2 separate regions of the Mus musculus genome follow, and region 2 is linked to region 1. A link is a contact called in public promoter capture Hi-C data. All regions are on one chromosome and are shown on one strand. Each heading gives the region's core, a stretch centred on a gene start, on an enhancer-like site or on the middle of the called end of the contact. The rest is flanking DNA. Distances are from core to core; before and after follow the strand shown.

Region 1 (5,384 bases), core at 1,740-4,239:
TTGCCTAGCTTTGTGGCTGTAATTTTTCTCAACTCCATTACATACTAGAACTGACATCACAAACACCCAAATTCTCCCACAGGCATTAGCTTAAGAAAGGATTTTGAAGACAGGATTTTTCTGTAGGTCTGCAACTAACTCTGTAAACCAGGCTGGCCTCAAACTTAAGATTTTGAGTTTGCCTCTGCACCCCATGTGCTGGAATTAAAGGCCCGAGCTGCTCCAGCCACCACCAAGCTTGAGGTCACCTTGCAAATCCTAACACAAGCTTTTTTTCAAGCCCCACTTATCTTGCAGAGTTGTATTAATCTTTCCCATCTCTAGAGTTTGTCAAGTCGGGACACCCAGAGCTTAATTCCCACTTGCCTCAGTGTCTGATTTAAGCCTTGATAGAAATTACACATTCAGCCATAGTAAGGAAACCACACACCAATCTTAAGTCTACACGGACTATGAGTTCTAGTAAGATGAATTAAGAGTTTTAATGTGTAGCTCTGATCCCCAACTCATAGATCCACCTGTCACCAAGTGCTGGGAATAAAGGCTTATCTTGCTTGGCTTTATTCAAGTAAATGTTAAAAATCAGAAACTACAGGATAAGTAAGAGCTCAAATCATTTAAGTCCCTTACAGACTGTAAGCGTCTTAAGACACTGTAGGCATGGTAGTGATATAACCACACCAGTAACTGTCCTCATCTCTAGCAAGCCTGCTCGTTCAGCTCATCACTCACCCACTTCCATGCCCAGGGCCAAGCAAACACGATGGGGACCGAGACAGGCTCAGAGTATCTTTCCCGAGAGTCCACCCAGCCCCTCCCAGCTTCGGACCCACAGGAACTATGAAGGAAGAAGCGTAGGATCCCAGAGCAATCATATAACCGAACTCTGAACCGATGTTAAAGTACCTTAGATCACCACAGAATTTTTGAAAGCAGAACATTTATTTTATGACTGATTGAAATCCTTAAGAAGAACTGGATGCTGCGACAGCTGCCCTCTTGGGTTTCGGCGTTGTTCCCTCACGGAATCCATGTCTGTGCCATGTTAAAGATAAGAAAAAAAGTTAAAGCAGCAATATCAAACATTGCCTCCAAATTGATCAAGCAGACCGTAATGAGCTTATCTCAGTTAAATGCTGAAATCATTATAGCAGTCATATGTTCAGACATTTATTTTTTAGGACATCATTGATAAGCTATTAGTTTACCCTAATCAAGACACCCACATTACATTAAAGTTAACTGTCTCAACAATTTTGGGCTCATTTTCCCTATTTCCACAAGAACTAAAGTATTTATGAAGCTATTCCTTAAGCTATAAAGGACAGGTCCTGGCACCTTTCCTTTAGTAACAGGAAACACTGACCAAGCTTAACAGGATCTTGAAGCTGCTCAACTCAGAAGTCTAAATGTTAAGTAGCACTCATTTCTACTCAATACTACATAGGAAGATGAGTGATTCTAAGCACATAAAGGTTAATCAGGCTCAAAACATGCCACTAGCCTATCAAACACTAGCAAGCCACTACACATCAAGTTCACAAAACTGGACTGAGTTTAAAACAGAGACAAACACAAAAGCACCTGTCAAAGCACAGACCCCACAGGAAAGTCTAAGAGGGGGGCTGGGGATTCTGTACTTTTAAGGAACATCAAGGCCTAGCCTCCAGTAAAAAGATACCCATCTATGTTATGACTGGCACCCAGAACAGCTTAGCAGACTTGAGCAAAGTCTGGAGGCAGATCCAAGTAAGCTGCCCCCCAGATCCCACTCATAGTCTTGACAAATGTGGGCGTCTCAGGCCCACACCAAACCCCAGTATCATTCCTACCCTTCAGTAAGAGTGCAAAGTTTCATCCTACCCTGGAGGACCAATGACATTTAGCCAAAACTGTACCTGAATCTGCGGTAGACAATCTTTAGGTGCCTCATCCGACCAGTCCCGGTAGTGTTTCGTCTCTTAGCCTTGGCACTCCAGTTATCTAATAAAAAAAATAGGATTCCAAATGGTTTTCCCAAGCACCCAGTGTCAGCCCATTTTCTCAGTAGTGTCATTACTATGTTTTAACCACTCAGCCAACAAACCAACCTCCAAAGTTGTTGCGTGCCAAATGTGTTTTCTATTACATCGCTACCTCAGGTCAAGGTAAAAGCCCGCCTGCGGATTACAGTACTTACACTTCCTCTTGCGCTTGGCAGGGTAGCCACACTTGCCACAAGTCGACTTCTGAAGGTGGTAGGCCTTGGAGCCACAGCGGCGGCACAGCGTGTGCGTCTTGTTGCGACGCTTACCAAAGGATGACGTTCCCTTCGTCTGCACATTAAAAGAAAAAGCAGGAAAAAAAACCCCACATATAAGCAACTCTGAAATCTGACTTCTCAATGTACTCTGGCATTTTCTTAGCAATGAGTATGGATGAGACGTAAACAAGATCCACACGGGACAAAACGGTGTAAAGATTTAAATCTTAGCACACAGGTAGGGTAGGTAGGAAGCACTACCGGCTATCCACACGACCATTATAATGCCTTACTCTGCGCGGACCTAAGCCTCCTTGGCTTTAGGCGTTAAGGACAACATTCTGCCCGTCTCTCAGTCGCGGTACTGCCCACCAAGCAGCCGGTTTCTCGGCGGCTGGGGACAGATGTCCCCAAGCCTGTCCTGATCACCCACCCGGGGCTGCAGTGCGTACGTCTCCTCCAAAGCCCAGAGAGACCCACAGCGGCGCTAGGACCGTGGGCCGGGCTCTGCACACAGCAGCCATCCTTCCAGTTCCTGCGGACCACAGCACGCCGTCTCCTCGCCCATCAGCTCCCCTCACTCGCAACCTTGTCACCGACGCGCCGGGCAACAGGCAGGACAGCCCGAGGAAGAAGGATGGAGAGAGATTTACAGAGCCCAGAAACCACACTCACCATCTTGCTTCTACCGGCGAGGCCAAAGAGACCGGAAGAGAAAGCACCCCCGCCACTTCCTGTGGATAAGCTTCCGCCCAGGAAACTACTTCCGGCGGGTCTTGGTGCAGCCCTATCAGGCCTCGGGTGCGGAGGTGTAGTCTCCCGGGCGAGAGAGCCAGGGAGCCGATTGGGCTGCAACACCGGTAGGGGGCGTGCCTGGCGCTGTGGCTCCGCCCTCCCCAGCGGCCCGCCTCCTGGTTGGAGAGGGTTTCTGGCGGTGTCGGGGCTGCTGCGGTGTTGGCAGTCCGTCTGGTTTCCGGTCCCGGGGCTCGAGGGGAGTCAGACACCCAGTGCGTGGCGGCGCCCCTGGCGGTTGTGCAGTGCTGGGACTGGGATCCCGATCCGGGAAAGCCAGCCTTCCCAGGTTCGTTTTGATGTGGCCGCTCGCTTGCCTGTATGGAGAGTTGGTGAGAGGATGGAGTCACGAAGTGTCTCGGCGAGGGTAGGAGCTTAGTTAGCTTCTGACTCGGGCCGACTCGATTTCACGCGGTGGTCATTCAGAGGCCAGTTGTTTGATCGCACTCAAGGAATCACACGCGGAACTTGTTAAATAACAGCTTCCAGCCAGCGCGCCGCCACCAGGAAATCTGACCCTTTTAGACTTGAGTACAGTTTGCAAGTCTGTACTGTATAAAACACTTTCCTAGATCATTTTGAAATAAGTAACCCTAGACATCCTTGATTAGCGCTAATGCAACTGTCTGTCCGCAATCCCAGTAGGAAACATGGAGAATATAGTACGAACATTGATGAATTGGGGAAAAGTCTCAGTCATACCATCTACATACTTTCTAAAACAAATGTGAGAATCGCTAGTCTATCACATTCAAAAATCTTAAGATAGTGGACAGCAGAACAAAGCAAACACCAAGGAAGCTTTTTGTTTTGTTTTGTTTTTTGTTAGCAAATCGTACCAATTTCTTCTAGGGGAGGGGAGTAGAAAGAAAAATGTATAATCCTTTCCACTCAGAAGTAGTAAACTGAAATCAGAGGAGGGAGGAGATAGGGCACACGGGAGAGAAAGCAAACAAGCATTCAAATGGTTGAACTGGACTATAAATAAGTCTTAGGAGACTGGGTGGCAAATTGCTATAAATTTAGTAGCATGAAGCAACACAGATTTAGTCAACGGGTGTAAACTTTCAGTTATGGGAAATAAATTCTAGGGTCCTCTTGCATTACTGTACCTACAGATAACAAAATTGTATCGCACACTTAAAATTGTATGGCCTCTGCCTCCCAAGTGCTGGGATTAAAGGCGAGCGCCACCACTGCCGGCCTCATTCACAGTTCTGCTGGGAAGCACAAGTGAGGCTTGGTTTGACTAAAATTGAAATGTAGTGCTGAGGTGTAGCTCTGCTCAGTCGCTGTTTAATTGCTGTCTTTCACCTTGCAGGCCAGTAATAACCTACCTTACGTTGTAGTACAGTTTTCTGTGTTCTTCTACTTTTAAGACCGCTTGTTACTACATTCACCCCACCTAGATAATTTCTCCATCTCAAGGTTAACTAACCTGAAACCTTAGTGCTCTCTGCCACCTCAGGATTTATCACGTCACTGGATGCTCTCGCTTGGAGTACTAAACAGCTCTTTTGGGATGGGGTCATGGAGTTGTGTCTACAGCATTGACTATGAAAAATGACATTAGTGAAGAAAGGGTAGGCTGGGCGTTAAACCACCAAGGAGCCCACCCTCAGAGGCAGGATGTCACTGACCTTATCCAAAGACGTGCCTACAGCTGAAGTTATCAGACAGTGAAATCATTTTTTCTCTCTAAAGTGAGTTTGTTCTTTGTGGTGTGCAGGAAATCCGCACATCGGTTTTTGTCCTGAAATTTATGCTCCAGAGCCTTGTAGGAAGCCCTTCAAGTTTCCAGGCTTCTACCCAACTGCTAGGTTTAGGTAGGTCCGCAGCGGCGGCGGGAGCGTGTCCACAGCGGCGGGACATTATTTTTTCTTTTCTGTTCTTTACATTTTTAAGACAGGGTTTGTGTTGCCCAGGCTGATCTCAAACTCTTGAGGCCAAGTGATCCTCCTGCCTCAGCCTCCCAGGTGCTGGCAGGTAGTGTTAAGGTACGGCACCGAGTTTGGCAGCTTCTGAAACTGAGTGGGCCATTTTTGTTTTGTTCCTTGGCTGGCCTGGAACTAGCTATGAAGACTGGGCTAGTGGAGAGCTCACAGAGGTCCTTCTGCCTCGGCTTCTGGAGCCATGGGATAAAGGAGAGTGCCACCACACCCAATGTCAGATAAAGGATTTTTTTTTTTTAAGATTTATTATGTATTATGAGTACACTGTAGCTGTCTTCAGACACAGCAGAAGAGGGCATCAAGTCCCATTATAGATGGTTGTGAGCCACCATGTGCTTGCTGGGAATTGAACTCAGGACCTCTGGAAACAGCCACTGCTCTTAACCACTGAGCCATCT
Region 2 (5,384 bases), core at 1,431-3,930, 7.1 Mb before region 1:
CCTTCATGTTAGGCTGTCATTTGCAGTCCTTTTGGATCACAAGAGGGAAAAATATGATCATGTTTAACAACTTCAGTGCTGACTCTTGACAGACCGTGCTCTGCCTTAGTGAAGGCTTCTGCCTCTGGAGTTCCCACTTCTGATCAGCAGGACCAGGCGTAACTGCATTAAAAGGTGAAAGGGTTCTGGCCACCGACGTCATCCGCCAACAAGAAAGCATCTCAGAAACTGCAAACTCACCAGCTAGGAAAAGTGGTACAAAGAAAGGCGGGCTGGCCTGGGGCTCAGTGGTAGAATACTTGTTTATCATGGTGGAGGCCTGTGTTCTCTCTCCAGAACTGCATGCAGGGAAAAGGGGTGTCAGGTGACAATGGGTCTCTACAGAGTGGTATGGTTCAGAGTGGGATAGCTAAACACCCAAAATAAAACACACACACACCACACCACCCGCAGGACACACAAGGCAGGCAGATAGTACAATCAAAGATGAAGAAGAGTAAAAATAGTGGATGCCAGTCTTCATAAAAGTGCTCTGAGGCTCTCCCAAGGTGACCCAGAAAGGTATCAGACTCAGGGCTCTGGGTCACACGCAAGCAACATCTCAGTGCTGCTTGTCCATTTCCGGAAATGTGATGGCTAGTGAAGCCATCTACTTAAAAATAAGCTGTTTTCTCACCTCCTCCCACCATTGTCTTTTAATAAACCATGCACAGTTGAATAGAGAATCTTAGCCAGTACCAACTACAACAAAGACGCACAGCATCCTCACAGCACGGTCTTAGACACAAAAACACAAAGCTGCCCTCTAAGAAGACCCCAAAGCCATGAGTCCAGTGAGCTGAGCTACCACTTTCCCTACTGCCTCTCAAGGGAGACAGAGCAGCGCTGATGGCAAAAACTGCACAGTCAGATGAAGGACTGGCGCACTCTTGAACTCTGGCCAGACTTCAGAAGACTCTTCACTTGCAGTTTACTCTCACTAAATGAGAAAGGTTAAAGGTTAAAGGTCAAAGGCAGTTAGCGTTCAACTAGGGTGCTATCAAAGAAAGACAAAGAGAACCTGACCACATTACCTCTATGGACTACAGGGTGAAATGTAAGGTGACCCTGTCTCTCCATATCAAGTTCTGACAGAGGAAGTGGTTTTTATTTGAAAATTACGACTGAAAATAGGTTCCATTTTAGTACTCTCCACTAGATGCCTTGATTTCAAGACACACATGCAAATGCTGCAGGCCCCAGGTCTCTGATATCTCATTTCAGGCCCACCTGTTTTCCACCTTAGCAAGTGAGAAGTGGGAAGACATTTGGAGGCAGTAAATTTGGTAGAGCATCTACCTGCACACAGACAGATTGCAGAAGCTAGGCATGGTCGTACTACCTTGAGTTCTAGCATTCGGGAGGCAGAGGCAAGCAGAGCTCTGTGACTTCGAGGCCAGACTGCTCTACATAGTGAGTTCCAGCACAGCCAGGCTACATAATCGAGAGACAAACAAACAAAATTGCAAAAGCAGGGAAAAAAAAAACCGCACACAACTTTCACAAATCGAAAATGAGAAGGAGTCTACTAAAAGGTAAGGAACGACTGCTCCAGAAGTCTTCAACATGCTCTAGTTCTGATCTCTTCAATGTCCTCCTCATTCACGGAACTCCAGAACTGGCAGCCTTCCCTGGGGCCGTCCAGGACTCCTTACCTAGACCTAACGTCCTCTAACGTCCTGACTGAAATACCACCTTTGCAAGAATGAAAGGATTCCTTGTCCCCACCATCTTCTAAGTACTATACAATTAATAATCGCATATCGTTGACTGTTTGTTTCTTTTTACATAAGCTCCCAAGGAGCTCGATCTTTGTTCTGTTCACTGATACTTAGCACAAGCTTTCCAGGATCGTACCTGGCACACAGTAGGAGCGCAGAAAGTATTTCCCGAGTGAATGCACTTCTCGACTAGAATTGCAGTTTGGAAGGGGGGAGATGAAATGGGAAGAAGCGGGAGGAGGATGCTCTGGGCAGACACCGAAAGAGGCCAAGGCCGACCCACATACAGCAGCGCGGACGCAAAGCAGTGCACCACCCGCGACAGAGACGAACTCTCAGGACTCGCGGAGAAAAGTCCCGGGCAGAGCACACACACCGGGCTGCGGGCTGCCGGGGGAACCCCGTCGGGTTCCCGACCACGCAAGCTTTCTCTTCCCTTCCCGGATACCTGGGGCGCCGGAGCCGCCGGACCTCCCGGGCTCCGGCTCCCGCCCACAGGCGCGGTGGCGAGCGACAGGGCCCTGCCCCAGCACCTGCCCGGCCTGCCGCAGGGGTCCGGGCCGCGGCCAGCCCGGGAGGCCCCAGAGCGCCCCGCCCGGCACCCCGGCAGGAAGCGCCCCTGCCCCGGCCGCTCCACCCGCCGCCGCGCTCGCCCGGCGCACTCTCACCTCAGGGCGTACGTACGACACGAAGGAGGGCTTGGGCGCCTTGGTGCCGCCGCCACCGCCGACTCCCCCTTTCCCCAGCATCCCGCCGCCTTGCGAAGCAACGAAGCCGAAGCGCGGCGACAGCAGAGGCGGCGGCTCCGGCTCAGGTTCCGGCAGCGGCGGCGGCCACCAGCACCAGCGGCCGGGGCTCCGCCCATCCCTAGGGCCGCGGCGGCGGCAGCAGTACCGCCCGCATCCGGCTCCGCCGCTGACACCGTTCGCTCCGCCCAGGCCACGCGCCCCGCCTAGCGACCGTGGGACACGCCCACCGCCGCTCGCTCTGCTCCGGCTGAGGTCCCGCCCACAGCATGGGACTGGCCACGCCCACCCCTTGTTGGCCGAGGTATTTGCTCTAGCCAATGCGGAGAGCGTTCTCTCCGGGCTTCCCCACGATTGGCTAGCGAGAATGTCGCCATTTGCCCAATGGTCCTGCCGTCGCTAAGTTGTTGCGGGCAAGTCGTTCTACCCATTTTGCTTCTTTTACTGGCCAGCAGCTTTGAAATTCAGCTTGCTGAACAGAATGCCTCCGCAGAAGCTTCAAAACCACACCGACGACGTTCAGACTTTAGACGAATGAAGAGAGACAGAGCGGATAGGAACTGACTAAAGTGACGTAAAATGTTGTGTTCAACTTCAAACTTCTTTTGTTTGTCGCTTGGTTTCTAACTGGTAAGATATCAAAAGCCCTTAAGACTTATCTGCTCTCCCAAGTTATCGACAAACCTCTCATATTAAGCCAAGATAGCAAATAAAACACACACACACACACACACACACACACACACACTATTCATTTCTATTCATTTGAATTCCACCTTTGGGGCACTTGCCTCGCGTGAGCAAGACCAAATTGAATTCTCCCTGTGGAGCATTGTGTTAGAAGAATAAGATACGATGCAGCTCACCCGAAGTTGTTCCATCTACTGTGAAAAGCCAATAAACATTTGCAGTTAATTTTTCAAGTGTCAGGCACCTTGCTATGCCTTAGTCTGACCAACTGCACCACCCCCTTGTATTTCTTTTAAAATTCCCAACTAAGTACTACAAGTGACACGGAAGGGTGGTTAGTGCACACCTGCTATTCCAGCACCTGGAAGGCCAGACAGAAAGATAGTGAATTTGTGGCCAGCTCGGACTACTTAGGAAGTCCCCAGGCAACCTAGATCACAAATAAGACCTTCCTCTCAAAACCTAGCAATTAACTGTGCTTTTCCACGTTGGTTCCCAGGAAGGAGAGGTGACCTCTCTGATTCCGATATGCCAGACAGATTCTGTTGCTTTTGTTTCCAGGATCTGACCCAACCCATAAACAGAAATGCTGGCTTTTGATAGAAATTCACCAAGCAAATGTCCCTTTCTGCCGGCCGTCAAGCTAACGTTAAGTGTTACTAGATCACCCTGATCTTTAACATCTGCTGAAGGTCAAGCCCTGTTGTAATACGACTCTGAAAACTTGACACTGTCTCTGGGTCTGTACACTTCCCAGGAATGGGAGCCAACAAAAGAAACGTTTTAAATACCAAAAAACCAGCTGGTTTGCCACCCTCTTCTGATTGTGTCCGTCCCCCTCCCCCATGTGATACTGTGAGGAAGAAGTGGACTTGGAGATTATTGAGCCTTGAAGGAATGCCCTTATGAGATCAGAGGGTTCTGGCTAACCCTCCCCCATTGAGAGAACTCAGCAAGAATGTGTCACCATTCTGGGCTGGAGAGTTGGCTCAGTGGTTAAGAGCATTGATGGCTCTTCCAGAGGTCCTGAGTTCAAGTCCCGGCAACTACATGGTGACTCACAACCATCTGTAATGGGATCAGATGCTCTCTTCTGGTGTATCTGAAGACAGCTAGTGTAGTCACATAAATAAATCTTAAAATAAAAAAAAAATGTGTCATCGTTGAATGGCCCACTCTTCCCAACGTGGAATCTACTGATTCTGGAATTCCCTAGACTCTGGAACAGTGAGAAGCAATTTTGTATTGTGTATAAACGATCAACTGTAAGGTACTCTGTTACAAGCAGAGGTATGAGTACACCACTCATACATGTTTCACTCACTGATAAACACTTTTTTTCTTTTTTCTTTTTTTTTTTTTTTTTTTTTTTTTTTTTTTTTTTTTGGTTTTTCGAGACAGGGTTTCTCTGTGTAGCTCTAGCTGTCCTGGTACTCACTCTATAGACCAGGCTGGCCTCGAACTCAGAAATCTGCCTGCCTCTGCCTCCCAAGTGCTGGGATTAAAGGCGTGTGCCACCACTGCCTGTTTAAACACTTTTTTAAGATTTATTTTATTTTGATGTGTGTGTCTATCTGTCAGGGGGGTGTCATATTCCCTGAAGCTGTAGTTATGAGCACTGGTAATACCCCACTTTGGTGCCGAGAAACAAATTCAGGTTAAGAAGAAGTGCTCTTAACTCCACAACTGTCACGCCAGCCTTGATGGGTAATCTTGATTGTCAACTTGATGGAATCTGGAATGAACTAAAGACACACCTATGGGCAGTTCTACAAGAGCATTTCCAGGAAGGATTAACAGGGTGGGTGGGGGCATCTCCTAGTAGGTGGCCCAGATAGCAAAAGATCCAGAGAACACCAGTACAGCTCCATTGCCTGTCTGGGTACTGGCTGAATAGTTTGCCTTGCCACATTGCTGCAACTGTTGTCCCCTTCACTGACGTCAGACTCCAGCCTCACTCAGCTTGACTCTCCAGGACTCTCCTAAGCCTTCAGCACCACATTGGGACTATAAGGCAACCGGCTTCTGTGACTGAGCAGCTACCTGGCTCTCAGACATACAGACAGCCATTGTTAAGACTACAAGGCCCATATGAGTTGTAAGCCTTCTTAGTAAATTCTCTTTATAATAGGTCTCTTTACAGTCCTGTTGGTTCTGCTTATCTAGAAAGCCCTACCTAACACTGCCC

Evidence for each region. Promoter capture Hi-C pulls out the DNA fragments that hold promoters and counts their contacts.
Region 2: a promoter capture Hi-C map of liver shows a contact between it and region 1, with 4 times the contacts expected there. The contact joins the promoter of Mtmr12 here to the promoter of Rpl37 in region 1. A contact is called at or near these places in 3 of 39 promoter capture datasets (liver and pre-B cells).

What each region holds. Positions count from the first base shown.
Region 1 is chr15:5,114,218-5,119,601 of GRCm38.p6, reverse strand. Rpl37 (ribosomal protein L37) reads right to left here and starts at 2,989. Exons shown (of 4, transcript NM_026069.3): 1 at 2,918-2,989; 2 at 2,180-2,315; 3 at 1,899-1,983; 4 at 462-1,035. The coding sequence starts at 2,920. The coding sequence ends at 966. Snord72 (small nucleolar RNA, C/D box 72) reads right to left here and starts at 1,181; the gene lies at 1,122-1,181. It also overlaps a transcript of Card6 not described here.
Region 2 is chr15:12,202,324-12,207,707 of GRCm38.p6, reverse strand. It overlaps Mtmr12 (myotubularin related protein 12), which reads right to left and starts at 2,680. Exons shown (of 16, transcript NM_172958.4): 1 at 2,429-2,680. The coding sequence starts at 2,509.